Linked DNA regions of Zea mays: all the other regions are linked to region 1. The links are chromatin contacts, called in public Hi-C maps. All regions are on one chromosome and are shown on one strand. Each heading gives the region's core, a stretch centred on a gene start, on an enhancer-like site or on the middle of the called end of the contact. The rest is flanking DNA. Distances are from core to core; before and after follow the strand shown.

Evidence for each region. A called contact is a pair of places that touch in the nucleus more often than the background predicts.
Region 2: a contact with region 1 is called in a Hi-C map of tassel, with 2.2 times the contacts expected there. The contact joins the promoter of LOC100284536 here to the promoter of LOC103634793 in region 1. A contact is called at or near these places in 2 of 25 Hi-C or Micro-C datasets (ear and tassel).
Region 3: a contact with region 1 is called in a Hi-C map of bundle sheath, with 3 times the contacts expected there. The contact joins the enhancer-like site here to the promoter of LOC103634793 in region 1. A contact is called at or near these places in 5 of 25 Hi-C or Micro-C datasets (bundle sheath, ear, endosperm and 2 more).
Region 4: a contact with region 1 is called in a Hi-C map of ear, with 5 times the contacts expected there. The contact joins the promoter of LOC541812 here to the promoter of LOC103634793 in region 1. A contact is called at or near these places in 9 of 25 Hi-C or Micro-C datasets (bundle sheath, ear, leaf and 3 more) and 1 of 3 datasets of contacts at active chromatin or transcription factors (leaf).

What each region holds. Positions count from the first base shown.
Region 1 is chr8:12,726,668-12,733,370 of Zm-B73-REFERENCE-NAM-5.0, forward strand. It overlaps LOC103634793 (protein ABCI7, chloroplastic), which reads left to right and starts at 3,464. Exons shown (of 3, transcript XM_008657384.4): 1 at 3,464-4,414; 2 at 4,802-5,061; 3 at 6,485-6,703. The coding sequence starts at 3,566.
Region 2 is chr8:13,179,775-13,186,477 of Zm-B73-REFERENCE-NAM-5.0, forward strand. LOC100284536 (surfeit locus protein 5) reads left to right here and starts at 2,731. Exons shown (of 4, transcript NM_001157431.2): 1 at 2,731-2,951; 2 at 3,036-3,101; 3 at 4,575-4,809; 4 at 6,107-6,306. The coding sequence starts at 2,796. The coding sequence ends at 4,808.
Region 3 is chr8:12,297,043-12,303,745 of Zm-B73-REFERENCE-NAM-5.0, forward strand. No RefSeq gene overlaps it. Among protein-coding and RNA genes, the nearest start is that of LOC107546754, 39 kb to the left of the region's middle. Within about 2 kb of position 2,844, at least 18 of the 20 cell types and tissues checked have an H3K27ac peak or open chromatin away from gene starts, as enhancers often do. A contact at or near this core is called in bundle sheath, ear, endosperm and 2 more, where this site is marked.
Region 4 is chr8:13,008,648-13,015,350 of Zm-B73-REFERENCE-NAM-5.0, forward strand. LOC541812 (chloroplastic group IIB intron splicing facilitator CRS2, chloroplastic) reads left to right here and starts at 2,479. Exons shown (of 9, transcript NM_001111493.2): 1 at 2,479-2,810; 2 at 2,925-3,009; 3 at 5,231-5,298; 4 at 5,986-6,036; 5 at 6,127-6,200. The coding sequence starts at 2,571. LOC103634796 reads left to right here. Exons shown (of 2, transcript XM_020542735.3): 1 at 1-1,398; 2 at 1,469-1,830. The coding sequence starts at 455. The coding sequence ends at 1,637.

The DNA.
Region 1 (6,703 bases), core at 2,214-4,713:
ATGGAGACCGTGTGCAAGGAGCGTCCCAAGGATCGGCGGGCAATGGCCGCCATCCTGCGCGCAGTGCCGCCGAAGATGAAGGCGGGGCTCGCCATGAAGAAGAAGACGAAAGAAGCGTGGGAGGCGGTGAGGTCGATGAGGATCGGCGATGACCGGGTGAAGGTCGTGAGCGTGCAACGCTTGTGGAAAGAGTACGAGAACGTCGGCTTTCGCGATGGTGAGAGCGTCGGTGACTTCGCGTTGCGGATCAACGGCCTCGTCGCAAGCCTTCGAGAGATGGGCGAGACGCTGGAGGACCACCGCGTCGTCCCCAAGCGTCTCAAGCAAGTGGCCGTGGCGATTGAGATGCTCACCGACCTCAACACGACGACGATTGAAGAGCTTGTCGGTCGACTCCGCGTGGCGGAGGACGCAGACAACGACGACGCAAAGCAGGCTATTGTGGAGGGCGTTGAACAACTGCTGCTCACGGAGGAGCAGTGGGAGGCACGTCGTCGACAACGCGGGAAGGAGCATGCACGCGGCGGAAATGGGCGTCGCGGGAATGGCGGCGGTAATGACCATGACAATAGTGACGACGACACCAGCAGCACACTCTCGAGCATGAGCAGGCGCGGCAAAAGACACTATCGCGGGCGCTGCTTCGAGTGCGGCGAGCGGGGGCACATGGCGCGTGACTGTCGCGCGAAGAAGAAAGAGAAGGCACTCCTTGTCAATGTGGAGGACGAGCCGACGTTGCTGTAATGGCGGAACACGACTTGTCGTGTTTAGGGGGAGTTTGTTGGAAAATAAACACATCATGTGTGTGATGTACGTGAGTGCGTAACGCGTAGAGTGTTTAGGTGCAGCTCGTGTATGTACGTGTGTGTCACATACGGGTCTCTAGGAGGTGTACTGGTGTGCGTGGTGCCGATCTGCATGTAGGATGCCGAGTCTCCAGGTGAGTGGGTGGCTCACGGAGGTGTTGAGCGGGTCATGCGGCATGGCAAGAAGGCCGAACGTGGAGACATGCTCCTGGCAGTCTGTGGCCTATATGTAGCTCCTATACTCTTCTGTATTCGTTGCCAGACCCAGTGAATAAAAGTGCCAAGAAACAGGCGTTCGTCGTCGGAGAAAACTACTGCTCATCTTCTTTGCATCTGTGAGTGAGCGAGGTAGGGAGAGTGTCCTTGGGTAGGGGCCGGTTCCAACCGCCATACCTTATTTTTGGACGTGCTCCGTCACTGTTGGCAATCGCCGAAGACAAGCTCGGCTACCTAGGGCCGGCACGGCAAGTACAATCTTGCAATAGCATTTTGAATTGACGATTGACCCTGAACTGACTCCAGCAGCAACCTGTAAATGGTCCTGTACTCTAAATGTAGGGGACGGTCAGGTCCTTTATCCCTCCAACAAGAGACTCTAAAAGGTCCCCTAAAATTTAGAGGATGGCATGCGTGCGCTATCTATAGAGGGTGCTCTATACACTATACATGTGTGTCAGATCCTTTTTGTGTCTGTATGCTCACGTGGTGATGAATAGTAAAAAATAATATAGAATGTCAAATCCAGTACACTGTTGATATAGAGGATGGAATTTAGGGGATATTGTTGGAGATGAAGAAGATATAGAGTACATAATTTTTTAGAAAGTGTTGTAAAGGACAAAAAATATACCTTTAGGAGATAAAATTTAGGGAAGGAGACAGCGTGAAGACAAGACAGGCTCCGCTAGCTAGGGCCGTCACCATGCGGTAGCGGTACAAGAATAGTTGGGGGCATCTGGAGCAGCGTGCATGCCATCAGCTCATCATGCATGATCTTGATCTGAAGAGGCCAGCAGATGGTTGGTCTTGGTCGTGTGGTGCAGTCGTTAGGATCCTAGCTAGACAGACTGTTCCTCCTCTCAGTGTTGCTTCTGTTTGTGCGTGCGTGCTCTGTCGTTACGGGGCCAGGTTCCTGAATCCGTGTGCGGTGGCACTTGGTACCTTGTGCACCATCTTTCGGCGCCGCTGTTCCACTTCTCACGTACTTAAGGATTAAGGTAGGGGGCCTGCGGACCGAGCAGGGATGTAATAGGATCAGATAATATTACTCGTACCATATTTATTTTTATATTTTTCTATTTAGATTCAGATCGGATACGGATATTATCATATTGTGTCGTATAAGATTTGAATGGATATCGACGTCTTTGAGTATTCAGATACGGATTGGATACTAAATACCCGGAATCAGATACAGATCGGATCGCAACCCTTTTAGACAGATCGAATTCGAATACAGACGGATAATATTCCTACAATTTACACCCCTGCAGCGAGAAGTCTTCGTTCCAGAGTCCAACACCAAGCCTACCTAGGTGTGATCAGTTACAATGTGTGATGTGTCATTGGATTGGATATCTCTTTCGGTAACAATAGTGTATACCAGTTCTGTAACCGATGTGGATGTTGGTGTGAGTAATCCTCAAAGCGCGAGTCAATGCAACACTAACCATGTTCTGGTGAACAGGCTGGAGTGCCCAGGTCCCACTCCCAGGAGAACCTGTCAAGGGCGTACCCTGCAACGTTTATCGGACATCGAGCAGTACAGCATCGCAGCGTTCAGCTTCAGCACCTGCGACGTGAAAATTCCATCTTTAAAGGCTAGTTTCCCTTAAAAATGAAAATCATTTGATAAAATGTGGTTTCTAAACTAGCCATAGGAACTCTATTTTAGCGAAGGGTTCCTATTTTCCTAAAAGAAAATAAAATATTTTTTTATAAAATAGAAATCCTTTAGGCCTTGTTCGTTTACGTCGGATTGCACCCGGAATCGTTCCAACCAATCAAAGTCTATATAAATTAGAGAAGCAATCCGGCTAGAAATCGTTCTGACCCATTAATCCGACACAAACGAACAAGGCCTTAGAAAAATGAGGTTTCCAAATTATACCTAGGTGAGCAAACAAATTCAAATGAAAAACAGCAACAGAGGTACAGTAGCATAAGGTCCGATTGGTTGCCAGTAGCCTTAGCGTCTGACTCACGCAATCCTGTATCGATTGATACGGACATTTCTTACTTCCTCGCACATACAGGCTAATAAGCGTATAAAGGTCTAGCCTGCACCTGCGCGTGCAGGCTCAGACGCTACGGTCAACGTATGCGCGGGGCCTGCACGCAGGAGTTCGGCCAACCAATCATGCAGATAATGTTTATGCCGGGATCCATGACGTTACGTTTGGGTGAGATACATTATACAGTTGCCGATGCAATCGACGGCCCGCGCAACCGGAAGGGCGTCGCCGGCGAAGCCCCCGACGGCCGCGCCGACGCCCGTGGGGACGATTAGAACGGACGTGTATGGTCTCCTGATTCCTGAAGCACGCGGCCCGCGTATCGGCGGACGGAGAGAAAGAGAGGGCCCGGGTGCACCTAAAACGGCCCATATTTTGTATTTTTGTATTAGTAGGCCGGGCCGTCAGTTCTCGTTCCGAGTCCCACCTGTCAGATCTCGGATTTACCGATCCCCACGGCCACGAGGGCCCTCCGCAGTCCGCACCGCAGCCACTGGGCAGACGAGGAGAAGCTTCGCGGACGCCATGTCCTCGCCGTCGCCGCTGTGCGCCGCCTCCTGCTCCACCGCTCTCCGCGCGCCGCCGCCGCCTCTCCTTCGCTTCCGCCGCTCTTATGCTCCGGTAGCCGCCTCCGTGCCGCGCACGGCGCCTGCCGTCTCCGATGACCTCGTCCTACGCATCGCCGAACAGCTGGAGGACTCGGTGACCTCCACCTCCCCGCTCCTGGACCCCCTCCGCTCCGCCTCTGCGCTCTCCCTCCTCTCCACACGCTGGCCCACTCGCCGTTCCAGCGAGGCCTTCCGCTTCACTGACATCTCCTACCTCCGCTCCCTCCCCATCTCCCTCCCGTCCAGGGAGCCCGACCTCAAGCTGCCGTCCTCCCCTTTCTCTTCCCACGTGCTCTTTTCGGATGGAATCCTCGTCTCTTCCTCTGGTGCCCATGTCAGCGCCCTCGCCGATCTTCCCCCTGGCCGCGCCCGGGACCGCGCCGCCGCCGCGCTCGCGGCCGCCGCTGAATTCGCCCACAAGGACCTCTTCTATGACTTCAACGCCGTTGGGGCGAGGGACGTTGTTGTCGTGCACGTGCCTGAGGGGGTCAAGGTGGCCGACGACCCAATACACATCATGTTCGCCTATACCAATAGCTTCGCTGAGAGTATGCTGATGTCAAATCCAAGGGTTCTAGTTGTGGCCGAGAAGTCAGCAGAGGTGGCTATAGTGGAGGAGCATTTTGGGGCTGGAGAAGAAGGTGGTTGCTATTGGGCCAATCCAGTGGCAGAGATTATAATTGACGAGGGCGCAAGAGTGGTTCATTCATACGTGCAACATCAATCATTTGCTGCAGCACATACTAAATGGACAGTCGTCCAGCAGGTAAGTCTTGATTTTAGATAAATGTTGGAAGATACCTGTAATTGTACTTATGAATGTAATGTTTGAGTGTTATATACTCTTGAAATGGGTTAGGATAGTGATGATAAGAGAACCCAACTCAGATCAAACTATGGGAGAGAGATGTTGGAGTTACTCAGATTGGTTCTGAGCTGGGGGCATTTGTCATTCCAAGATCTCATTGTTTGATCTACCTCATGAGTTATGACTCAAGATAGTTGCCTCCGTTTGTTATTGTTAATAGTCATTGTGGGTGTTGGGGAGTCATGCCTGTTCTAGTTGGTTTGGGTTGGGATTGATCAGTGAAGCTTAGTTGAACAGGGAAAATCAGTCTTATTTGTTGTGAAACTTTTTTTTTCTCTTTTTCAGGATACAACTAGTAAGTATGAGTTTGTTGAGGTCAGCACTGGAGCAAAATTGAACAGACACAATCTCCATATCGAGCAATTAGGTCCTGAGACAGAGACAGAACTATCAACACTTCACTTAACGTCTCAGAATAAGCAGATACATGATCTGCATAGCAGACTGATACTTGATCACCCTAGAGGTTTCTCGCGACAGCTCCATAAATGCATTGCTTGTGGCACAGGAAATAGCATATTTGATGGCAATATTAAAGTCAACAGGTATATTTGACAGCTTTTTTCCTTTTTGTTGTTTTGTTCTTACATGAGAAATGTTGTCTATTCCAGGCTTCCAGCCATTTACCTGGTCAGCATTGCATAGATTTCTAGTTTCATGCCTCTGCCATACACTTTTTTATTGCTCAGTATTTCGCAGTAGGTGAATATATGGCATCCTGGTGTTATATGTTTGTCTAGGATAGATTTAAATTTTAACTGAATTGCATAACACATTTGATGTGTTCATGGCATAAAAATATTTATTGTTAGCATGTGCCAGAAATATTTCTATTGCTCGCTTTTCACAGTAACTGAATATATGACATCCTAAGATTAAATATTTGTCTAGGATATATTTAAGTGAACTTGAAGTCTATAATATAGTATTGATAGTTGTATAAGATGTTTGGTGTTACATGATATAAAATAATTGAGAGAAAGTTAACAGAAAGCCACAGAAACATTTAGCTGTTACTCAACTGTTGAATTTTGTTTCACTCATAGTTATGTTGTTATGCAGTAGCAGTTCTATGTATCACCAATACACCAGGGAGGGTGCCGCACCCATATCGGATACGGTGATACATCCCGATACGCATGTCGCGAAGTATTAGGGAAACGAGATAAAAAAACTGAATGGTTTAGCTCACGATACGGTGCAATACGCTGTGCCGATGCATGCCAGCCCAATAGTACCTCATTTTACAGCCCAATGCAAGCCCAACATCATTAGCCCATCACCATCCATTCTCAAGCCTCACCCAAGAACAAACGGTGCCTCGTCTCCAACTCCCACCTCTTGCTTCTTGGCGCCACCATGGACAGGGAGTCAGGGAGTGTCACCACCTCACATGGAGCACATGCCACCCGGATCTAGCGCTGCCAACTACTAGTAGCGCATGCCGTAAGAAGCTAGTGCCACTGCCTCGCTGGGAGGCACGTCACCACTGGGTGTGCTGATGTCCTCAATCCTCATGATTGAGTGCTACCGCTTGGATCTGAACTCTGGGACTTGGGAGATCATCTTGCGCAGCTGCTGAAGGTTCTGAGATAGGTGCACTCTAGCTATGCTGACCGGTCAGTTCCTGGCTGCTTGGTCATTTAGATCGTCGCTTTCCTTATGTTTTGTTGAAATTGATTCGATCATTTTGGTTCTCTCTCTAAGGACATGTAAATGCAATCATTTTAACTATACATTTTATATATTGGAAGTATCAGTGTATCTTTGTTTTTTACAAACGATGTATCACATACCGTACCTGTATCAGTGTGTCACCGTATCGCATATCGGTGATACATAGATGCAATTATATAATTCCTAGGATGTCCAAAATCTATGTTTTACTCATGAGTCATGACACACAGCTATATCTGAAGCTGCAATTCTATATTTGTGTCCTAATGATGTGGTAGTCTTGATTCACAGGTATGCACAGCAAACTGATGCGGGGCAAGAAACCAAGTGCCTTATCCTATCACCAAAGGCACTTGTTAATGTCAAGCCGAACCTTCAGATTATTGCTGATGATGTGAAGTGTACTCATGGTGCCGCCATCAGTGGTGAGCTTGATCCAAACGAGCTCTTCTACTTCCAGGCTAGAGGCATCAACACGGAAACTGCAACAGATGCCCTGTTATACTTCTT
Region 2 (6,703 bases), core at 1,481-3,980, 450 kb after region 1:
GAACCGCTCGTACTTAACTTGCTTGGTGTTTTTCACAACTTGATTTTCGTATATTCGGAGCTAACGTATTGCCTTCTCTACTGTTCATAAACATAAATAAGGTTCCAATGCATATGAGATTTTGACATGCAATCTTGCTTGTTGAATTGATTTACTTCCAGGTTGCATCTCACATGCTATGATCATGTGTTGCAGATAATAAGGTCAATAGGAGATGTGTATATGAAGAAACCAGAATTTAATAGAGAACCTTTGCACAACAAGTTTCGTCTTCAGGAAACTTTTAGGAGACCACTTCTTAGTTCTGATCTAGCAATTACTGTCCACCAAATACAACCAACTGATAAGTTCATCATTTTTGCATCTCATGGACTCTGGGAACATCTTAGTAATCAGGAAGTGGTTGACATGGTCCAAAGTAGCCCGTGTAATGTATGTATTCTTATCTTATGTTCAGTTTCTGTAAATTGGTCTTTTTGAGACTTGGTGCCAAATGTTATTACTAAACATGCAATTATGGTAGTTTAGTGATATTATGACTTTCATTTCTTTTTAGGTAATGAATGTACTTTTGCTTAGGAAATTTGATAATCATATCTGTGCATTTTAGCATGTTCTAAGTTCATTCAAGGTGCTATTTATGGAGTTCTGTGATAGTGTACTAGACTTAGGTGGTTGTATAAAAGCACCTATGTTATTTGAATTCAGAATCGTACCAGTTTAAACATTTTCTTAGTTATAGGCCATTAAGCATTCAAGTCTATAGTATCCAAAATGCAACCGGACCATACATTTCTGATGTGAACCAGTGCTGGTTGTGGTTGGAGAAGCTTGTGCCACAAACCAAACATGTTCATATCGTGGCCGTTTCGGCCATATGTTGGGCCATCTAGAAATCAAGGAATAGAATGTGCTTTGAGAATATTCTAATTAAATCACCTAATGAAATTATCTGCCATGCGAGTGCTCTGATGATTTCATGGGCAGGTTTGAGCAACAGGGAGCTGCAGCTTGCAGGGCTTGATTCAAGAAGGTGCAAAGCTGCTGGTCTGGGCAGCGAGCGTAGTGTTGGATGCTCGTGTTGTCGATCAAGTGGAAGAGGATAATGATGATACAAAGAATTAAAAGTTTGGTATAGTGATCAACTTTCCGATGGAAGCTCGACGAGGATTGTCTACTTCTGGATCTTGGCCGTGTAGCTTTGTTCTGCTTCTCTTGTGATGTTCTTGTCCGAGTATAAGGTCTACAATGGCATAATGCTTGTAACATCTTTTTCTGTGGTAACTTATTTTTTCTCATGCAGTGCATGTGACTTGAAACTTTGTTAAGACATAGTTTGTGAAAGGGAAAAGGATCCAACATTTTCTATAGTCGATTTTGCTATTTGACGTCCATCACAAACGATTATGAACAGAAGCTATGTACTTGTCTGTATTTTGTATATCATAGTGATGCCTGTCGATCTGTATCTATTTTTTACTCCCGTCGCAACGCACGGGCATGTAACTAGTAATGTATATGTCTCTTTTCTACATCATCTTCTGCTGTTGTTCAGTTTTCAGTTATTCATTACAGAGGCGCAGACGGCAGCCATGCTGGAAGACTGCAGAGCTTGGCAGAGCAAACGGAAGATCAAATATTTAGGCCTTGTTCGTTTGTGTCGGATTGCACCTGGAATCGTTCTACTCAATCAAAGTTTATATAAATTAGAAAAGCAATCCGGTTAGGAATCGTTCCGACCCACCGATCCGACAGAAACGAACAAGGTCTTATATGTTTCTTAATTTCTTTGGAGAAATGTACGTATATATTGCTTTTATTTAGATCAGTTACTCATACTTAACTGTGAAATCGCGTATGATGAAACATTGCGTTAGATTGGCTTGGCAAAGTGATTAGCATATTTTGGACATTATTCATATGTTATAATATATGATTTTGACATTAATTTGAAACACACTCGTGGGAGTGTGTTGTTTAGATTGACTTTGAGTTAAGTTGTGGACTTGTGCTCATAGGTTTCATGAATTGTTGTTGTGCATGTGTTGTGTTGGTTGAGGCGAAATGTGGTCAGCGGTAATGACGGAAACTGGTTTTATATAGTAAGGTCTTGTTTATTTATTTCTAGGATTATATAATCCAACTTATGGATTATATAAGCATCTAATGATCTACTTGTGGATTATCGTAATCTAGGCATCTAGATTATATAGTTCACCTTGTAATCTACGATGTTTATTTGCTTTTTAACTTATTTAATTAGATTATATAATTTAAAGTGTAAAAATAGGGCCTAAGTTTATGAAGGACATGAAATAAGGAAATTATGTTTTGGAACTAACAGGGCGTTTGGTTTCTACGGACTAATTTTTAGTCCCTTTATTTTATTCTATTTTAGTTCTTAAATTGCTAAATATAAATATATTTGGCAAGAGACTAAAATAGAATAAAATATAAGATTAAAAATTAGTCCCTAGAAACCAATACGACTTGCATAAAATCAGAAAAGGAAAAAAGATAAAAAAAAGCCGATGGACGATCAGGATAGGCCAGCCCACCAGCAGCCAGCCAGCAACAGGGGCCAGAGCCCAGCTGCCAATGGGCAGCGGCGGCCCAAGGGGACTAGGTTCAGCGGCGGCCCAAGCCGATGGCGTGGGGGTGCGGCCCAGGCGACGCAGGCTCCCAGCAGCGGCGACTCTTTGGCACGGATGCTGGATGCTGCCAATGCCCAATGCCATGCTGGTTGGCGACTCTTTGGCGCAGCGGCAGCCAGGTCGAAGCGGCACCCACCCGCAATGAGCAAAGCAGGCGGCGGCCCCGGCTCGGCCCCGGGCCCGACGGCCGCGGCCGCGGCGGCCGCGGTGCAGAAGCAGAAGTCGCTGCTGCAGAAGGCGGACGCCGACGTCTCCAGCCTCGTCGACAATTTCTCCTCCCTCATCAACATCGCCCGAGTATGTCCGTGCGCCTCCGTTCACCCTCGAATCTGGCAGCCTGAAGCACTCCGCACTAACCCTAGCTCGGAATGCCATGGTTAGGTCAACGATCCGCCAGTGCGCAACTCGCAGGAGGCCTTCCAGATGGAGATGCGCGCCGCCCGCATGGTATGGACCTACTCGCTGCCCACCGATCGTTAGCGGATTTGGTTCTGAAACTGTGTTTGAATCAGACATCCCTAGTTAGTTATTTCCTAGATACAATGATACATTAGCAAAATTTTGGAGCGAGGATATTTTACACCCAAAAAAAACATGTACCATGGTTTCGAAGCCGTTTTGGTATAGAACATCGTGATTGTTATGCCTTTGCAGTGCCCAAAATTGGGGTTAGAGGAGAGATAAGTAATTGCATGGTCTGATTCTTATAAACGCAACAGATTATTGCTTTCTCGTTTGTCTGGAAATAATAATTTTGCTTTACTTTTGTGATGCTGCTGGGGCATGGGAATCTAGAAGGCTGCACAGTTGTTCCAAGTGTACTATACTATAAAAGCAATGCATGAGCTTCTTCCAGGTCTTAAGTTATGACAAGCTCAACTTGGCTCCAATCTAGTTAATTTACAGGACAAGGAGGAGTTGGATTCAGCCAACTGTTCTTTTTGTCACTGTCATCAGTTTATATCATGTACAACATATAAGCTGTTGGGTGATATACTCTTATTATAGCTTGACTGCTTGAGATAGGCATGCTATAGAATCATAAAGGATATGCTTCCTCGGATCGGTGAAATATTAGTCCTTCTAGGTCTGTCCTAAGTCAAACTCTTTTGCCTTTGACCTTCAGTATCTGAAGTTTTGTATAGATTGAGAACGCAAGTTTCACATGACTAGACGCATTATAAAAACTGAAAAGTAACTTTATGATATGTATAACTCTCTTATATTTAAGCTTATATAGTAATATATCGGTATAAATATTGCTGCTCAAAGTTAAAAAAAAGTCTGATCAGCGGAAGTAATATACTAAGATGCATGTCTGTCTGTAATATTAAATTGGATACTCTATGGTGATGTGAAAGTGGAAGTGCAAAATGTGATACTGTTATAGGTGTTACCTGACATGGGGATGTGGTAACACCCAAATGAAAATGAAGGAGCTAGATTAACGAGGATACTATTGAAACAAGTACCACTTGGCTAGAAGCAAGATCTGATTATGTATAACTGGAGAAGTGTAGATGTACATAGCACTATCTCAGAAAGATAAACCTGGTCTGGGGCGTGAGAACCTGGAATTCATTTAAAGGCATGCATTTAGAAATTAGAACCAATGTTCCATGATAGACAGTAGACACAGCTTATAGACATGACAAGAAGAGATGATTACCTTAGAATTGATCCTATTTAGGGCTCTATAGGCATCGTCGTAATGGAAGACAGGTGAATTACTGTTTGCCCCCTTCCATATGCTATAGAGGAACGTGATGTTTAATGTTTTGCTTAATTGTGTATGACATATGCAGTCAGTTATTTACCTAAAGCAGAACTCTAGACTATGGTGAAAATGTCAAGAAGAATCATGTATCAACTCTTGAACTTGAAATTTCTGATATTCCCTTATGTCTTTATTCTGTTTAGGTACATTCAGCAGACTCTCTGTTGAAATTAGTGTCGGAACTTAAGAGGACAGCCATCTTTTCTGGGCTTGCTTCATTGAATGAGAATGTGGATAGGAGGATCGAAGTGCTGGGTCAGCAAGCTGAGGGAACTGAGAGAATGCTGGAGAGGATTGGGCAGGAGGCAGCAGCAAGCCTCAAGGAGCTAGAGGCACACTACTACTCATCTGTTGTGCGGTCACCATCCTATGATTGAGGTTAATCTTATCATTCCAGGATAAAATTGCTTGCCTTTATTTACAATATGCACTCGATTCACATATGGTTTAACAGATTGTTTGTTCTATCATTGGAGTATCACTAAGTTGTAGCAGTGTTAATGTTCAGTGGAATGATTTAACCTCAGTGCTAGCTGTATCTTGCTGTTCATAAGGTTATATATCAGTTTGGTTGTTTATCCACTATAATTTTTCTTTATTTGTTAATAGCTTTATGGGTAAATAGTTTATGAAGGAGGAGATAGAATCATAGGAAAAGAAATTTCTAATTCAGATTAGAAGGAAAAAGGAATGGAGTAAAATTTCTAATACAGATTAGAACGAAAAAGGAATGGAAGTGTTGTGGTATGATTTTGAGTACTCCAATAAAGGAAGGAGGGAGGCTCGAGAGATTTTTTTTTTGGATATGTTCATTGCAAATATATCAGCAATAGAATCAATTTAATTCTGGTTTGCAATAAACGAGTGGGGTATCTCAAATAGGGATGAGCTGCTAGGCTATGTCAAATAATAATGTATTCAATGGTTCAAAAAAACTAAGGGATGGATGAAATTATACAAGGAATCCTGAAACTGGTATGTGCTACACTCAATGAGCGCACCTAATAAAAGCACAATAAATGAATCTTCTGTCATGGCTTTTACTTGGACTTGCAGATGGTTATCAAATTGATTGTCTTGACCCATAAACTTGATTGGGTATTGACTAGTGAAGACTGCGAAATGGTCTCTAGCGTAATGGTTAAGCCTTCTGAGTAGCATTTCCAGGTCCTGAGTGTCTCTAGCGTAATGGTTAAGCCTTCTTCTAGGTCTTGGGTTCGATCCTTCTCGGGGGCTAATTTCTGGCTTGATTAAAAAAATCTCCTCGCTGTGTCTCGGGCGCTCCCGGGTTACGTGCCGCGCACCACCCTCCGGCAGGGTCATTGCAGAGTAGGTGGTGACGGGGGCAAGGTTCGGAGATTTTTTTTATCGGGACCATGTTTCGATCTCTTCTTAATATAATACTGAGAGGGCATTCTTTTCCTCCCGGCCGAGTTTTTTTGACTACGAAGAGTGAAGACATATTTCTTTTGAATTATTGACTCCACACGCATGAATTTGCTACAGTAACTTGTCTATTGAAATAATGGAAACTGTACCGTGACAGCAAGAATTTCTTATAATCTGTTTTGATCTTTAGATGTTGACAACTTTTATTTATAATATTGAATATTGCCTACTAATATTATTTGTTGAAGTTGTATATTAGTTAATTTTCTGTTCTTCATGGTTGCAGGGTTATCCCAGGTTATCTGTTAGGCGGTTTGCTCTTCAGGGTTATCTCAGGGTTTTTTATTTCACCTTGAATATTGCCTACTGACATTACCATTACCTTTTTGTTGGGACTAAAGTTTAGTAGATTCGTCTTATTGTTTAGTCCTTATCTGTATAATTAGTTTATAATTAGATTATATGTAATACTTCTAAATATCATTCAAATATTTGATGTTCTAAATATCATTCAAATATTTGATGTGAAGGAATCTTCGGAAATATGGATTAGGCACACCGTCCTGCCATCTGGCAATTCATTAGGGTGCCAATTGATGTAGCTGTTTGGTTCACATATTGTAACGTTGTAACGTGATGGGTATATTGTAACGTTGTAACGTGATGGGTGACAAATAACATTAAACCATATTTATTTAAGTTTAACCGTAATCAGATACTACATTAGAGAATGATATCAGCCTATTCAAAGAATTTGTTGTCGCTCGTACTCGAATGTGAATAATTATTGTTGCTATTTATATTACATTTTGTGAACCAAACATTATTTTAGTGGTAACGAACTTGCGAGAGTTGATTGCCTATCTAACACAACAGGAAATGG
Region 3 (6,703 bases), core at 1,594-4,093, 430 kb before region 1:
TCTACCTGATGTAGATGTGGATATACCCGGGATTAATATCATATCCACATTTGACTTATTGGCATTTGATCTATTCTCGGGGACGCCTGCGAATATGATTTATTGGCCTTAGTCAAAGCATATGTTCTGATTGCAGATTCACGTGGTCTGTAATAACTCTCCTCCGATGAACTCGCCCTGCGGGTGATTTGCCTCACGAAGAGGTTCATCTTGATGATGAAGTTCCTAGCAATGCGCGCAATATCATTGTGCTGGGAATATGGAACAATGAATCTTTCGTTTTGGGAAATAACAGAGATCATTATTAAATGTGGGAGACAAATATGTCGACACCTATCTCGCCCCTCTAGATTGCAAATGGATCCAAAACAAAGTCCTAGGCATGAGTTCTTTAAGCTCTCTTATCGGGTCATTGATAAATGCAATCGAGGCCGAACCAATAATCGCAAATTGAAAGTCACGAGCTTGAAGTTCGGACATTATGGGCACTATTGAAATAATGTGTGGTGAATGCGATGGTTCAAGTGGTCTTGTGAGAGACCCATCCCACATATGTGTTGAATAAACACTGTTCCACTATGTAATATATCTGGCAAATGGCATGATTAAAATATGCAGTTAATAGGATTCTGAAGATCCTCATGAGATCCTACAAGGACTCATATCTTTGAATTATAAATATGCAACATATAAATCTCGTACTAGATAATACATTCCTGATGAATGATCACTCTCCTATGTAGAGAGAATATCTCCTAGATGAGATTATAGTTCCTTGATGGAACCTTTCTAGAAGAAATAAAGTCTGTGTTAAACACCAAAGTTTGATAATCCGTATAAAGGGATAAAGACCCATACAGACCCGAAAAGGAATAAGATGAGGTACCAAAGGACTTGAGGTTCACCGAATAAGCACATGTGCATCCCATGAGTTTTTACTCATGGCAATTTCCACTAGATGTGGAATTACAGTATCCTCTAAAGCCTTGATGGCAGAAACCTATAAGGTTTAGGTGTTACTGGCAAAATATCCCCATTGTGCCAGAATGACAGACTATAACGATGTATCTGATCGATGAAAAATCCCTGACGGATTATGATCTTTGATGGACTTTTGTTACACCATCATAGATGTTGCAATGGATGAAGGCCTCGAGCGATGTGTCATATTTAGAATATGTACTATTGCAACTATATTATCCCCTAAGTCCTATTGAAGGACATGTTATTTGCTTTGCACAACTATGTATAAATTGTGGTGTAAGATAGAAAATGATAGCACCCCAACCTCATCCATTCTCGTTATTCCAGGTGAACAATGAGACATATAACTTGAAGAATATGCTTGAGTTATGAGGGATAACGACTTTGACATATGTCATCTTCAGGGGGAGCAAATGCTTATATTGATCACAACCGTGAGACAATAAATGTCATATTCTATGCCCTGAAGGCGTGAGCTTGATGATCAATATGTGAACCTTTATGGAACTTTCTATCAAATTTATAGATCTACTCGATCGAACACCATAAGTCAAAGTGGCTTATTTATATTGATACGTGCACTTACCTCGTATATCCTAGAAGTGTGTAGAGGTAAAGTTCCTGAAATAGTCCTTGCAAGGATATGCAATCCGTTTGCTAAATCTTTATGTTCATATACTTCTAGAAGAAGATGTTTTGCCTTATTGATACAGTTTTACAAGGATCAGGGGGAGCACATTTCTAAAGTTAGCCCTTGTAGAAGATTTGATAGAATCTAGATCCTAGAGGATCGAAATCTGTCACGATGACAGTTGTTGTACTCTTTTTCCCTTGGTGAGTTTTCTTGAAGTTTCTCACATGAGGTTTTTAATGAGGCAACAACGTGCAAATGAAATTTGTATCACCATGCACTCTTTCTCCATATTTTTTTTCCCACTGGGTTTTTCTTGGAGTTTTAACGAGGCATGTGTTGGTCGCGGTATTCGCCCAAGGGGGAGTGTTAAGTAACCCTAGTTAGGGTTATGTGGGCAAATACCTGCTTTGCCTCTGAGGGGTCTCACATCTCTATATAAAGAACATGTACACCCCCTCATAATACAGAGATCAGAAAGAGATCAGAAAGAGGCCTGAGGCCCAACCTTATATCCAGTGTCTCGTGTGTTTCCTCTGTCGTGCTTATGGGAAGGGAGACGGGTTCTCTACATCTTCTTACGCCTCTACTGCTGACGGGAGGGAAGGGAGCGGATCTGGTGATCCGTGGTAATGTAGTTCTCAACACGTACTTGCCGGCGGGGAAATTAACAAGCCACCGACGTGTTGACCACACATACGCGGGGGCCGGATGGCTGGCGAGTGCTGGGTCCAGGCCAGGCCAGGCCAGGCCGCTCGCATACGGTCTGAAGCCCACCGGAGTAACAAGATTAGGGCCCACGGTAGTAGCAGTTTTTTGCAAGCCGTCATCAATTATACCCACTGGGCCGATGTGTGTGAACGAGAAAAAGCGGCCATCCAGACCAGACCAGACCTTTGGTTTTCCAAACCGGCACCGTAGTGGTGGACACACTGGACGCAGACGGATGCCCGCAAATTGCATGGCGTGATCCGTGTATGTAAAACACAACGCACGCACAAGCAAAAAAAAGAGGACGCCGTCGAGGCAAAAGGCGTCTTGTTCCGATCCAAGCAGGCAGCAGTGCAGTTGCGCCCATCGGCTGCAGTTTGGACCACCAGTGCCACCACGCGCGGCACGTTTTGGGGTTGGGTGTCTGCTGGAGGCGCCTACAGGCAACAACACAACAGCGTCGCTGTCACCTCGTGTGATTTGGCGCCCGCCACATTCCCTCCCCGGCCGTGTCGTACAGGGAAGGAGGCTTTGTTCGGCTTGCCGGCCCGCTTGGCTCCTGACACTGACTTCCTGTGCCTGTGCCTGTGCCTGTGCCGACGATGATTCCCCGTCCCTCCCTCCGCTCCAGCTTTTCGTCGCAACTTGTTGTCTGGATCTATACATGTCCATCCGGACCGGGCCGACTGGGCTACCCGTGGCACGGCACGAAATTGGCCCGTCACGGGCACGGCACGGCCCGGAACAAAATGGGCTCGGGCCAGCCCGGCACGCCAGCCGTGCCGTGCTTGGGCTGATGTAGTAGCCCGTGTGCCAGCACGAGCCTGGTCCGGATATTGGCTAGGCACGGCACCGGCCCGAGACAACATAACCCTAGCCGCCTGCCGCCCAAATCTCAATCCCCCACTCACTCGCTCTGGCACACGGCCGCCACTCTCCCAGTCTCCCTCGGTCTCTCTCCTTCTCTTGGCGACTGGCGACTAAACCAGTAAACCCTAGCCCCAGTCCCGCCGCTCGCCGACCACCGCTTGTTCGGCTTTGTTCGGCTTTGTTCGGCTTGTTCTCTTGGCGCCCGCCACATTCCCTCCCCGGCCGTGTCGTACATGCAACATCTTTGTTCGGCTTGCCGGCCCGCTTGCCTCCTGACACTGACTTCCTGTGCCTGTACCGACGATGATTCCCCCCGCTCCAGCTTTTCGTCGCAACTTGTTGTCTGTATTAAGTAACCCTAGTTAGGGTTATGTGAGCAAATACCTGCTTTGCCCTGAGGGGTCTCACATCTCTATATATGGAACATGTACACCCCCTCATAATACAGATCAGAAATAGGCCAGAGGCCCAACCCTATATCCTGTGTCTCATGTGTTTTCTCTGTCGTGTTTATGGGAAGGGAGACGGGTCCTCTACAGCTTCTTGCGCCTCTACTGCTGACAGGAGAAAAGGGAGCGGATCTGGTGATCCGTGGTAACGTAGTTCTCAATACGTTATCAGCACGCTCTACCTCGACGTTGCTGTGGATCAGATCTGCATCAACTCTTCATCAAGCCGGCAGGTCCTCCGGCCTAGCCGAACTGTCCTACGCGACAGGCTTCGATTCTCCCTCTACACAATCGAACGGTATGTTTACTGTTCTTGACTGCTGCTGTGCACGGGCTACGAATTATGTGCGATGATCTTTCCATCGCTGTCATGGTGTAATGCGCCTAAGCCACGGCAAGAAAACATGTAGCGGTGGTGGTCGTCCCTACGAATGGATCCCGCCCGCGCGTACAGCAGCCACCGCTCTGCGGCGCCTGAGCTGACGGCGCAGCTGCCTGCAGCGACCGAGTCTGCATGCACGTGCCCCTATAGCGGCATGCAACAGAAAAGGGTAGTTAGTTTCAGACGCCAGGATTAAGCGCGAGTCATGGTTGCATGCAACTCGGTCAAAACGGCTAAGCAGATGGCGAGTCATGGTTGCATGCAAGGGCCATGCATGCATGCAACTCGGTCAAATTAAAACAGCTACGCAGTTGGCGAGTCCTCCCCTGGCGAGTGGCGAATCAACAGACATTAATTCTCATAAATTCCTGTTGAATTAATCAACTTTAGTATTTTTTGCATGCTCTATATTATTTATACTATTTATTTCCTGATGCAAATAGCAATAAGAATAAAGCATGTTTAAAGTTACAGTTTATACATTAATTAATTATTTCCTGCAGTAAATAATTAGTAGAAAAAATACATGCTTTAAAATAAGGAAATACCTTTTACGCTCAATGTGCTTATGTTCATGTATTAATTTTAGTATTATTTTTTTGCTTTATTTCCAGTAGTAAATAGCAGAAAATTATTTGAAATACATGTGAACGTTAGGTTGCGCATTTTTATGTCGCTCTAAATCTCTACTACTTATTAAGTTAGCAATAGTAGCCTGCCTTTTTGTGTTCTGCTATTCTGCGATCTCACCAGTTTTCCGCGCGCAGAAAAAAAAATCAAACCGTGGCTGACTAGGGATCGAACCTTGGATCTATTGAGTAGAATGCCTAGCCTTCCACCCTCTAGCCAACATGACTCATGTTGAATTGTGTACAACTTCAACTAAAACGTCTTTTGTGTTTAACCCACCGTCCACTCTGTATGTTCACTGAGTCTAGAAAAACATTTATAGCTTGGCCCCTGATCTTTCTGGAATTTGGGACGCAGTCCAGAAAATAAAGAAAATAGGGAAAAGGAGTTTAGAAATTGATTTTTAGTTTAAAAATAATTGCAGAAACCCATTTAATTCATGGAAATTTCATATTAAATCCAAATGAGTTCATTCCAATTTCTATAATTCTATAATATTATTTTTATCACATAATACCTCTGTTTTGTCATAAAAACAACAATAAAATTGATTTCCTAATTAATCCTATATCAAATACATAGAAACTTTGGAAATTTGTAACTTCCCCATTTTAATTCCAAATTGAATCGTTCCAGTTGTGTTAGTCTCGTATGAATATTTACTACGCAGGAACAACATTGATTATACCATGTTTCATACTTTTATAATTAGATATTTATTTATCCTATGTTAATTGGGTTAATCTATGTCTATTGGATTAATTTATTCTAACTTACCTTTTTGTTAGTCTCGTATGATACTTTAATATAGTATTCTAACTTTGTGGTTATACGATGTTTAACCATTAGTCTTGCAAACACACACTTACCTTTTTGTTTAAGCAAAAGCGTATGGTGGTACGTGTCCAATGACTAACGATGTACGAGAGAATTTCTTCGGGTATGTGTGAAACGTGCTCTCCAATAATGAGACCATACAAATCGTGATATATATCAAAGTCTGCATGATACTGATGGTTGCAATGTAGTGGTGAAACAGATAGATTATAAATAACAAAAATTATGTATGGCCAGAATCACAAATTGATTATGAAACATTTTCTCATAACGGTATAACACATATTTTGTATATAAGTTATCGTAGTATACTGGTATTATATATTCCCGTTGCAACGCACGGGCATTCAGCTATCATGTATAGAAGTCTGCACGGTACTGTTGGTTGCAATGTAGTGATGAAATAGTTAGATTGAAATAACAAAATTTATATATGGCTAGGATCACAAATTAATTATGAAACATTTTCACATAACAGTATAACACACATTTGTTCATAAGTTATCATGATATTAAATGTTTCCGTTGCAACGCACGGGCACCCACCTATATGTGTTTATGTCTACATCTATGACAGGAAACACATCTACTACATCTCTCTCCAAGCTCACTTGCTACCATTGCACAATGCGTAGTAGTAGATAAGTATCACCGATATTCTTGAATTATATTTTTGGATGGAGGTAATATTATTTAAAGAAGAGCTTTGCATGCTATTTCTTTTGTTTGAATAATGCATTACACTTAAATTCCCTTTTTTGCATATGTGAAATTTTTTCTTCGTAATATTTTTCCATGGATCAAACTTGTGAGTCATTTTCATAAACCAACGCCAAGCATGAATCCATGTTTCCTACTTCAAACCCCGAACAAACTCCATGAGCAGGAGGCATTCGCGTTGTCGTCGCTCATCGATGACGAGAAGAAGCTTGGCGACTGTCAGTTCGACCTCTAAAAGCAGTCTTACGTGGTCGCATGCGCCGTTGTGTACGACAAGCTCCCGCGAAGTTGCCGCTTGGACGCGGTCCAGAGCAGCTGCACCGCGCTGTCCATCGTTAAGCAGGGGGGCCTCATGGTTGTCGCCAACGTCGACGACTCTCGGGTTGTTCTGGACACCGCATCCAACGATGACGCCATCACGCCGTCCAGCTCATCGTCCACCTGAAGCCCAACCTGCCACGTAAGTCGCTACTGACCGGACATGAATTC
Region 4 (6,703 bases), core at 1,229-3,728, 280 kb after region 1:
CTAACTACTAACTTCGTTGCGTTAAAATTTGTTATTAGGCTCGATGGAGAGCCTGAGCTTACTTTAGCTGTTGTTGACCCAATTGTTGCTATTGACGATATTGATTGGAACACACTTCAAATAGTAGAAAGACAAGATGAAGAGGGAAGGCTGGAAGTAATAGATGAGGATCAGTTGTATAATCTCTTAGGCTTGACGGTTGATGAAGAGACTCCTCCTGCAGATGGTATGGGTAATGATGGTGATGCTAGGAGGGTTGATAATGAGGCAGGGAGGGTTGATGGTGAAGCTCCTCATCTTTTGGATGATAGTTTTGGCGCATCGATTCCAGTTGATGATGATGTACCTGAGGAGAGAGTGTTTGTGCACGACCCAGATAAGCCTAGCATGAGTATTGGCACAGTGTATCCTGACATGAAAGAGTTTAGATTGGCTATGCGCCAATTTGCTATAAATGAGGAATTTGAGCTCCACATCGCAAAAACTGACCGAACTAGGTACATTGGGTATTGCAAAGGAGATGGATGTCCTTGGCATATTGTTGAACAAGAGGAGAATTATTGGAGAAAGGCTTAGTGGAAGGATCCTTCCTGCAATAATACATCAATTAAAAGCAAGGACTAGAGGATTAGGACATCTATCTGTTGTCAAGGCTAACTGCTTTTCTACAGAGATTTTGGATAGCAGTAGCACCCATAACAGGAATGTGGTGAAGTCTTATTTGCATCACTGCACTTGTGAGGAATGGCAGCACACAGGTAAACCTTGTCAACATGCTCTTGCTCTAATCACAGCACAACAAACAATAGATGTAAACATGGAAGACTTTGTGCATGAATATTATTCTGTTGAGAGGTTTAGGAAAGCATACTCAAGATTGATTGAGCCACTTCCTGACAGAACACAATGGCCTGAAGTGGACTTGCCATTTGTTGTTGGCGCACCACTGGACAAAAGGTTTGCTGGTAGACAAAGAAAACTTAGGATCAAAAGTTGTTTGGAAGGTGGAGGTGGTGGAAAACCCAAAAAAGATGCAACGGTGGCTGCTGTAAAAGCTGAATGGGGGACAAAGAAACAAATGATCCGGGGAAAAAGAAAGTGCAAAAGATGTGGTGAACTAGGGCACGGAGAAACAAGCTACAAGTGTTCGCTAAATGGAACAAAAAAGAGGAAGAGGAAGCCTCGAAAGAATACCACTAAGTATGGAGAGAATGCCAAACTACCAACAAAAAGGAGAGGCCAAAATGGGGAAGAGACAAATGCTGCTGTAGACCAAACTGCGCAAGAGACAGGTAATGCAGACAGAGATGTGCAAGAGACAAATGCTATCATATCAAGTCCTATCAGACCAAATAGAGAAACAATATTGCAGGATAGCCCTATTAGATTGACTAGAAGGTCAGCACTAGTTGTAAACTTATCTGTGCTGCAGCTAATTGCAACTGCATTCTAACTCAATTTTTTGCAGGGGGCTTGCTATGTTGCTTGGGGAGAGCACAAGTGAGCAAGCTGACTTCAACCTTGGCAGCAACAAAGATTTGAATGTGTCGCCAACAAAGCTTGCAACAATTAAGAATGCAAAGCCTGCAAAAAAAATGACACCAAGGAAGAAGAAGAACCTGACAGCAAGTGAATGAACTTGTTTGAAATGTGTCTGTTTGAACTTGTCTGAAATCAATGTATGAACTGTGTGACTCTTTGTATGAGTCGAATGTGTGTAAAATTTAATATTTTGCTGTCTGAACATCTATGAAACTAGTGAGTCCAAACTGTGAACATCTATGAGGTCATTTGAACTGTGAACTTCTCTGAAATTTCATTTGTTTGGTGTTGTTTGGTGTGCTGAAATTTCTGTGCTGAAAACTTGTTTGAAACCTTAGCTGCTTTCTGTGCTGCATTTTTTTTTGCCGATTCTTGTGCTTCTCTGTACTGTGCGCTAGAAAGCACAAAATATTTTGGACGTGTGCATTTTTTTTGTCAGTTTGTGCTTTATCAGTTTATTCCCGGAAGCAGTACAGAGAATGCCAGTCTGAATGCTTTATCAGTTTATCTGAACCAAGGTTGGAGCAGTTTTGGACGTGTGCAGTCAAACAAGGCGCCAACTTCGTTCGTGTACAGTTAACGCCGTTAAGAGCAAAGGGTAAAATTGTCAGATAAAGCGTTAAGGCTAGCATCCAGGTTGGTGAAGACGATAAAATGGTATTTTGCCTATGAAACGTTGTTTGAAAATGGTGTACTGGCGAAACCCATTGCCATGATGGCATTCAGGAGAAGCCCGCCTTTGATAATGGCGAACGGGCAAATAACTCGTAGTAAACCGCAATCACCGGACCAGCAACACGTCCAGGATTCATAGACGAACGAATAATCTGCCAGCAGTTTAGCCCACAAACAAAAGAGCCCAACTCCAGGCCCATTGTGCGTAAGCGATTCTACTTCTTACAGTTCCAGACCGACCTACTAGGCTACTACCCAAATCCCCTGGCCACTGGCCCCTGCGTTTCCTATCGTTTCGGTTCGGCGCAGGCGCCGCTACCGCCTCCTCTCGACCGCTCGCCTTCCCGTTCGCCATGTCGTTGCTCGCCGCGGCCATTCCCAGCACTTCCTCCCACTTCTCCGCACCCTTCCTCCCCTCATTCCACATGCCCCGCAAGAACCTCACCGCCCCACTCCACCGGATCCGCCGTCCGCGGCCGTTCACCGTCGTCTCCTCCGTCCCAGACCCCGCGGCGGGGCCGGTGGAATACACGCCCTGGCTCATCGCCGGCCTCGGCAACCCAGGCAACAAGTACTACGGCACGCGGCACAATGTTAGAACCGTCGCCACACTTGTTCTTTCGTTTCCCATTTCCCGCAACTTGGACGTGGTAATTCTCACTTCTCGTTCGCCCCCCCCTTGTGCGCGTGCTCGTGTCATTGACTAGGTGGGGTTTGAGATGGTGGATCGCATCGCGGCGGAGGAGGGGATTACGATGAACACAATCCAGTCCAAGTCGCTTCTGGGAATTGGTAACTAAAACCTTTATCACCTGGATTGTGTCTGCTTAGATTCTAGTAGGTTCCTTCTTTATGCTGTGTTCCATCTTTAGTTTCCTTACTGCATAATTTGGGGACTGATGGCGCCCTTGTAAACTGGTAACGGCAGTGTTAGATCTTGGTTTCAGCAGTACACTTTCTAATAAAGCAGGCGAAAGCCTTTGGTCCAATTTTTTTGGGGGGGATTGACAGTGATGAAGGAAACATATGTATTGCAATCATTTTGCCATGCTGGTGTGTATTGCATATTTGTATTGGTATAATTGGACATCAATCTCGGTTGTACTCTTTATGTAGTTGTCAGTCTATTTCAGTTATTGCAGTTCAGCAACCTAAACTTAGATTCGAGCTGGAGTATGGTAGTTGGAGGGATGAATCCCTGGAGATTTCTTCATGTATCTCTACTCAGCCAATCATTAGTTTTGCAAGTTTTATTAGGCTATCTCCGGCAGCTTACCCATCTCCATCCCCATATTCAAACCCCACCCTGCGAAGAATGCACTGTATAGTGCAAAACAGTGTTTTGGGTGACCATATGAGTGAACAGCTGAAGACGGTCTTATTTGATTTCTGTAGAACTTGTTTTGTGTAAGTTTTAGCAAAACAAACTCCCAAGTTATTATTAGTTAGTTAGATCGTATATAATGAACATATTGCTTGGTGAATACTGAAAAGAACAAACTCCAAGTTATTATTAGTTAGTTAGATCGTATATAATGAACATATTGCTTGGTGAATACTGAAAAGTGGTTATCATTTACTTCTTATACTGTCTTCAATATAAGAAACTTGGCATATATTTATGCCCTTTGATGGGACTTTTTTTTGTAAGTAGGCCCAATTTTATGCATGTTCTATACACTCATGAGGATGCTCTCCTTTTAAAATCATGGTGCAATATCAAACTAAAAGTTTATTAAAAATGACAAATAGAAGGTTGGTCCAAGAGAAAACAAGATAACATTTTCCCATGTTCATTGCCATTTGGTTTTCATTATTGTTCTATTCAATCTAGTGAGAAGCCGTGCAGTTCACTTAGTCCTTATTGTACCGCCAAAACCATCGTAGGAAATATCCTGATGTACTGGTTGAAATTTTAAACTTGGTATGTTGATCATCCCATTAGAAAAATACAATATATAATTTTAGGTATGCATAATGGCGTTTGTGTGATGTATTCAAAATGAAATAAAGCTATCTTCATAGATGAACATGCAGTCCTAGAACATTTTATTTTTTGAAGGATAACAATTTGCAGGTTATTTGACTGTAACTTCCACTGTTAGAATATAATATAAGTGAATTGTCCGTCGCTTTCTATCAGCTTAAGCTTTTGTGTTGAACTTGTTTGGTGCATGCAACCTAATATGATATCGGAGCTAGAGGTCACAAGTTCGAATTCTAGCTAGCACAATTAAAATGAAATAACTATTGTTCGCTCCTATTCCACGTCAGAGACCTAAAAGAGGATCGACATGAGCGGGTGTTAGAATATAATATAAGTGAATGTTTGCCGCTTCCTATCAGCTTAAGCTTTTGGGTTGAACTTGGTTGGTATATAAAACTTAATATCCACAATTGATATTGAGCGCTCCTTCCCCAAATATTGACAACCTGCTAGTGCTCCCATCCCAAGCCTGCTCTCGAGCTACGCCGCCACCGGAGCTGCCCGCCGAAGGCTCAGCGGATGGCGAGGAGGGCGGAGGCGAGGCCTATTTCAGCCCTCTCCATGTCTTCTCTCCATTCCTCCCTCTCATTTCTCTATCTCCTCCGCACTGCGACATGCTTCGGGCTTGAAGCTCCATAGCTGGTGTGCCCCCTCCCCCCGCTGCCAAATTCGACCTTCTTTGTGCCGGATCCGGTCCTCTTGCTTCCAGATCTTCATCCTGACAGGCTTTGTGCGTAGCAGCACTCATGCCGCGGCGTCGGTGGCTCTCACGGCACGCGGTGGCACTCTTGCCTCTTGGTGATGCGCCATCATCCTGACAGTTGTCTGTAATTTGTGGTCTGCCACAACATTATGTAAAGGTTTTGTCTCGTTTCCCCTAAAAACGAGGTCGTTGAGGCGTGGCTTAGCCATGTCAGAATCAATGAAATTCAGGTGGGGATTCTCTCCCCCACAGTAAAAAAACCACAATTGTGTATTCATAATATTAATTTGTTTAACCCATCGTTGGGTTGAATTTTAGTGTAGGTTCAATTGGCGAGGTGCCAGTCTTGGTGGTAAAACCGCAATCATACATGAACTACAGTGGAGAGGCAGTGAGTTATTCTTAGTCCTTCTATGTGGCATTATTAGCTTGTGAAATGTAAGGGACAGTGATGTTCTTTTTTTGATAAGGGGGCAATGATATTTTAGTTACTTAAATAAATGTTTCTATGAGAGCTTGGTTACTTGTGGGGATAGTTGCATTCCTTACTTAAACTTGCAATATATTTACATGCATTTCATTCTTGTTTGGTATTTGTAACCTTTGAGAAAGTAGTGGATACAACATGAGCACAATTTTGAACTTGTTTATTTTTTTGGTTTAAGGAGTGGACATTTGATGCCTGTTGATGCAAAATACTGCCTGTTAGGAGTATTAATATGAAGTGCACAACAGGCGAATTGGCTATTTATATCTTCGATCAAAGTTGAGGTTTAGTTTATTCCATTGTACGGATATATTATTCATTAATGAGAAACCATTTGTAACAAATGAGTATAGTTAGTTTGGTTGAATGTGCAGTACAGCAAAAGCATGTCAATTATGTTGGTAATCTTATGCTTTCATTCTGACTTGCCTACACTTACAATTTCTCGTTTCCCTCATTCTTGCAATATTATTGCTAAAGTGTCACACATCATGTCTTGCAATGTGCTACTAAGAAATGTCAAGACTAATTGAGATCTGTTATCATTTATAATGAGTTCACTATCCTAACCTCACCCGTTGTCATGTGAAGATTGGACCTCTTGCAGCCTATTATCAAGTACCATTACGGCACATCCTCTTGGTACACATCATCAGTGTTTTTTTTATGATCTACAACTTTCAGTCATTATCATAAATTCAAAAGTTGACTGCTGTAAGTTATTTTTTTCAGATTTATGATGATACAAGTCTGCCCAATGGTGTACTGCGGCTTCAAAAGAAAGGTGGTCATGGTCGCCACAACGGGTAATCTTTAGATTTTCAAATCACTTGATCAATTCATATAGGCTACCTTATTAGTCAAAACCCAAAGAAACATGCTGTTATCATTCACATACAGGACACCTAATATTTGGTCAGCCACATCATTTAGTGACAATCTACGGTAAGGGATCAAGAAGAACCGAATTGAGACATAGTTTAATGCACTAATACTTGGCTTGATGTATTTGCCGCATGTAACACTTAGATTTACTTGCCGAATACTCAAATAGTCAAATGTAAGCTGCAATATCTTATTATTAATATTGAACCTGTATGATCTGATATATAACCTGTGTAGAGAGGTTTGTTTGTATTCTGGAGAAATAATAATTCAGTATTGTATCAAACCCTGGTGCTTGAATTTGAATATGTGGGTGCATCGCTGATGTAACAGTCTTGAGTTTCTCTACTGATGGTTAATATAATTGATTGTCATGGAACTTTATAGTTTTGACATTTTATGATTGCAATGCTATAATTTACTT